2 separate regions of the Xenopus laevis genome follow, and region 1 is linked to region 2. Evidence: chromatin contacts called from public Hi-C data. All regions are on one chromosome and are shown on one strand. Each heading gives the region's core, a stretch centred on a gene start, on an enhancer-like site or on the middle of the called end of the contact. The rest is flanking DNA. Distances are from core to core; before and after follow the strand shown. Region 1 overlaps eps8l1.L (epidermal growth factor receptor kinase substrate 8-like protein 1). Region 2 has its middle 16 kb from the start of eps8l1.L.

Evidence for each region. A called contact is a pair of places that touch in the nucleus more often than the background predicts.
Region 1: a contact with region 2 is called in a Hi-C map of the XL177 cell line, with 2.5 times the contacts expected there. The contact joins two enhancer-like sites. A contact is called at or near these places in 2 of 4 Hi-C or Micro-C datasets (the XL177 cell line and the XTC cell line).

The regions. Positions count from the first base shown.
Region 1 is chr7L:109,829,878-109,832,577 of Xenopus_laevis_v10.1, reverse strand. All of the region lies in intron 3 of eps8l1.L (epidermal growth factor receptor kinase substrate 8-like protein 1), which reads right to left. Among protein-coding and RNA genes, the nearest start is that of eps8l1.L, 32 kb to the right of the region's middle. Within about 2 kb of position 1,372, at least 1 of the 7 cell types and tissues checked has an H3K27ac peak or open chromatin away from gene starts, as enhancers often do.
Region 2 is chr7L:109,781,760-109,784,459 of Xenopus_laevis_v10.1, reverse strand. No RefSeq gene overlaps it. Among protein-coding and RNA genes, the nearest start is that of eps8l1.L, 16 kb to the left of the region's middle. Within about 2 kb of position 1,324, at least 1 of the 7 cell types and tissues checked has an H3K27ac peak or open chromatin away from gene starts, as enhancers often do.

The DNA.
Region 1 (2,700 bases), core at 123-2,622, 48 kb before region 2:
ATATATATTAAAAAGTTGCTTACAACTGCAATATCTGTCATTGGATTGGAAGTTCTTGCAAGCAGAGCCCCCTGATCCTACTTTTTACTGTGAACCCCTTGTTTGTTATATTATTGTAAGACCCCTGTTTGTTAAAAATGTATGTTACGTGATGTGTAACTTCAGGTGCTTTATAAATAATTGGTTCCAAATAGGGCGGTATCAGTAAAATACTGTACAATACTCAAAAATGCAGTGCTATTAGCCCCATCCTGAGACACCAGCATATCTGCTCACTGGGGGGGAAGCAGAGTGGTATTTTAAATTATTTTCCACGTATATCTGCATATTTTCAAAAGGTATTTTTCTATAATGTATGTTACTTTATAACTGTGGCTTCCATTTAATGTAAATCAAAAAAAGAACTCAGTACAGTGATATCATCTCCTCTGGACATGGCACCGTTTCTTGGTTGGCTGAATTAAAAAAAACAACAGGGAAGTCAAAAGAGAGGGGCACTTCAGGGCATAAAGTCACCAGGGAAGACTCTGAGCTGTGCAGCAGGATCATTTATTCTGCCTGGCTGTTATAAACAGGCTTAACTTATACACCTGTATTTTGTTTTCATTTTTGAGTGATTAAACCCCCAAGCGGCTGATTAGTAAATATGTGCACATCCCATTACTCTCACTCTATATCATGGCTCTACAGGGATTTTATTGGATACAGGCTTTCCCAATGATTTTATGCTTATCATTTGTACGACATTATCGTTTGAACATAACTCAGTCCCTGATCATGTGTTAAACTAATCTTTCCATATCATCCCATATCATGGTAAATGTTGGACAGGTGAGCAAAGGTTAGAGTATAGCACACAGTGCTCCAACCACTAAGTCATATCAGTTGAAGGCAAAGCTTTGTATCTTATTGTCGTCTTGCATGCATTGGAAACATTTAACTTGATATTTATTTCGAACAGTTATTATCTAACCGTGGAGCTATCTGTATATAACCCATTTGGTCTGCCTTTAGTTTACCAATAGTTCCTTACAAGGATTGCGGGTTAATACTTTATAGCAGGTCAGTGGGACACAGGTCCAGTCTTATAGGGCATTAGTTGGGCATAGCTATAGTCCTAAACTGTGATTTGGGTTGTGAAGTTCTCTTTCTTTGCATGTTATATTGAATTTTCTGTTCACCCTTTATTGAATATACCCGACTGATATTGCAATGATACAGGGTAAGGCTTCATCTTCAATGCATTTAGTGAAAGTGTGTACGACCCTTTTTATAGGTTATAGTACAGTGCACTGTCAAAAAATCAGGTTCTCACACTTAATCTGGCTCACAAAGCAAATATATATTTACTTTAGCTGTACTATGACCCTAAAGGACCCAATGCCCCATGCTGTAGCTGTTGTACAACACAAAACTGGCAGTTATGGATGGAAGTTCTTTTTCAGCAGGGGAGTGCCAAATATTGCCTGTCTCTGTTCTAATGAGTGTTCATGAATATGTTTATGAAGAATATTCCCATTTCCTGTCACTGGTAATTATAGCATAAGCACATACACAATTATATCTAGCAGTATACTGATCTCTGGTATCTAAATTCCATCCTGAGATGTGTTACCCAACCAACACCTGTGTGCTGTACAAATACCAGCTGTGATTTCCATTTACTGCAAGCAGGAATTCTGGTCTTATTGTGTTATGCTGCCATTTTTAGATTTTATATATACAGCCCTTTACATACTCACAATGAAGGCAAAATAAAAACATTTTTTTTCATATGCAAATAAATGGTTGTTGTGTTGCTGCCCTAGAAGTGACTTGGCAGGCAGACCTGTTTGTCAGCCCATGCAAACAGTGATTTATGTGCAGTGCAGTGGCATTGAAATGAGAAATAAATTCTAAGTAAATATTCAGGAATGAACTCCACCTAAAATATCTAGAGCAACATTTAACATGATACAGTGTCAGAACTTATGGTGAGGGGTCTTTATCATAATCCACAGCAAAATCCTTTTAAGGCCCCCTTAAATCTTTGAATGACCCATTTTTGCAGAAATATACAGTATGAAAATTGCCAGTCAGGGCTACTGCCAGCCAACTATACTACTGGGCTCCCCAGAAGTTCCACAATCTACTTCCATCCTGAAGAACCTTAGACACAGATTCCTCATCTCTAAACATATCTTTGTTTGTTTCATTCTACTTCCCATAAGGGTGTTACAAAGTATACTATTATAAGATTCTAAGCAATTTTAAGAACTGTCTATTAACATTAACTTTTGATCCCCCTATAGTGATCTTCGAGGTTTGCCCCTGCCTATTTCATAACCAGCCACTCCAGCCAGCTTCTCCTGAACTGACAGGTCATGTCCTGCTCCATCCCAATCACCAACCCCTTTACGCCACTAAACACCCCTTATGCTACCACCAATATTTTAATAGAAAAGGTGGCATTCCTACCAAGAGGGCTCATTTCTGATGGAGGGTATGCTTAGGAGCATGGTACTCAGCTTAGTAACTCCTGCAGTGTCATAGGAGAAAACAGGACAGTGAATTTATACCCACTGGTTGGACAGAAAAGGCATTGTAATATATACAGTACCCACCAGGTTATCTTGTGTATCTAGGCGGGCAAATCTAACCTTGCTACCCTTGTGGTCATCTAGCATCCTCAAAGCTAGAAAGCTGAATTTCCAAAAAAAT
Region 2 (2,700 bases), core at 75-2,574:
TATATATATATATATATATATATATATATATATATATATAAAAATATATATATATATATATATGTGCAGAGCCATAACAAGCTCGTGTCCCCCCCCCCAGCCAGAAAGACTTTTAAAGGGCCTAGTGCCATACCACCCTATATTTTATAAATAGAAAGAGGGGCAAAAATATTTTTTTTACCATGCCCATTTTGTGACCACACCCCATAATTACTATGTTCATATTACAAAATTCGGCAAGTTATGAACACATTTCTGTGGTTTTTATGTTATTACAGTTTTGCTAATGAAGGTGAATTGCCCTTTAAGCTGCAAGTTACAGTTTTCCCAAGAGACCTGCTTATCTTACAATTGTTTCTTTGCTTATTTTAAATTGTTACAAAAGTATCTAAGTTTCTATTCTGGGCTCTCTGGCAAAAGCCAATTAAGTTAGAAACTTTGTATCTTTTACTGGCAGTTCAGTGCAGGCGATCAAAGAGAAAGTCATGACATTTCAGTAACAAATCCGGGACTGCAGGTTGAGCTGTCAAAATCAGGATTGTCCCGCTAAAAACTAGACAGTTGGGAGTAAGGTTGCCACCTTACCACTTAAAAACTGAACACATATGGAATCCACAGCATTCATAGCTAGTTAGCAATTAATTTAGATGCATGCTGCAGACTGAACTGATTTATGTGCAGCCATGCATCTAAATGAATTGCTAATTAGCAATGAATGCTGTGGATTCCATATGTGTTCGGACCTGGGGTTTTCCATAATTTGGATGTTTATACCTTAAGTCTACTAGAAAATCATGTAAACATGAAATAAACCCAACAGGCTGGTTCTGCTTCCCATAAGTATTCATTCTATCTTAGTTTGGATCAAGTACAAGATACGATTTTATTATTACAGAGAAAAAGTAAAATGTTTTTAAAAATGTGGATTATTTGCATAAAATTGAGTCTATGGGAGATGAGCTTTCTGTAATTTGGAGGTTTCTGGATAACGGGTTTCTGGATAATGGATCCCATACCTGTATCATTCACAGATATCTCAGACGAAGGATAACGGACCCTTCTTTGGCTTGTGGCAAGGACAGCCCTATAGATTCATGCACGTACTAAGAAATGGATTCCTTGGTGCAGGAATAAAAAGTGACGGTTACATAGAAGAGTTTTTTACCCTAAAGACCACATGACAATATTACACATTGTTCTCAGGAAAGAAACAAACACTATTTTGCCCTTTGGCTAGTGTTTAGCAAATAGCACCAGGGAGTCATTCATAAGGGAGGTCTGACCCCCATTGTTTGTATTAACCTTATGTCTTGTAGTTAAGGTTTAACTAGAGTAAAGATTAGAGAACCATAGGGAGGAAGGAGAAGGGAATGGAAAAAAAGGGCAGAGAATGAAAATATTTACTCTGATGTGGATGTGGTGTAACCCAGTTCTGCACAAGCACACGGCTATTTCTTATGAGGCAGGAGGTTTTGCAGTTGGTTCAACCAGTTAAACCAGGAGAGACAAGAAGGAAACGTGACGGCGGAAGAATAGCTCTTTGCTTTGCTGACTGATAACATGAACAATCTCCTTGTTAATAATGTAATGTTCCCATCTCTGGATTCCATTCCTGCCCTGCCCCCCTTGGCTGCTGTATGAAAGGCATCCTACCGAAGAGCAGGGTGCATGCACTTACCTTAAAGGGTGTAGCCATGGGGGGCAGCCATTCAACGCTGAAAAAGGAGAAAAGGCACAGGATACACAGCAGATAATAGATAAAACTCTCTTGCATACAATAGGATTCTTCAGATCCTTCTGTTATCGACTGAGTGTCCTGTGCTTGAATGGCTGCCCCCATGGCTACACAGCAGCTTCTTTATATAAACTATAGTAGTGTTTCTGAAGCAAAAAAAAAACAGTTGTACCAGTGCAGGGCAACAGTACATTATACTGTCATTCCTTTAAAACACTTTCATTTTGTGGTGTTACTGTTCCTTTAAGTCTGCTAGAAATTCATTTAAACATTAGCTTGGTTTTGCATCCAATAAGGATCAATTATATCTTAGTTTGGATCAAGTACAAGGTACAGTTTTATTATAAGAGATAAAAAAAAAGGAATTAAAAAAAAAAATATGGATAAGGGGTTTTAGGATAACGGATCCCATACCTGTACTGTACATCGAAAAACCAATAAGTGCTAACCCCCAAGATCCCATTGTAATTGGCTAAACTTTGAGTTAGTATTTCCATGGCAAAAAGGCATTCTCCCCAAATCTTATTCTAATTGGACTTCAGGCTGAACCCCCTTCAGCTTCTGCTCTGGGGAGCCCCTCGGGTTGGGGCACTGCCTTACAACTATATACTTTGCAGCATAATAAAACCTGCCATGCAGTTCCTGGTACAATGTGCCAAATAGGCATAATACTGGCATTTGATTTTGTTTTATAGTAGGCCAACTGTACTGAAACAGACTACTATTGTCCCTTGCCTTTGGTTATTGGCACCTACCAGCATGTAGAACAGTAACACAAAGAAAACTAGTAAAACAAGATAAAAAATACTTTGGGGTTTCTGCTTCAATGCTCAGAAAAAGGGTTAAATACCAAGTCCCCAGCAGAAAAGCAGGTGCTCTTCGTACCCTGCCGTGTTCCCCTTTAAAAAGGTGCACTCTTTAACAAGCAGTGGTGCATGGAATCTCTGCAGCTCTACATAAGGTGC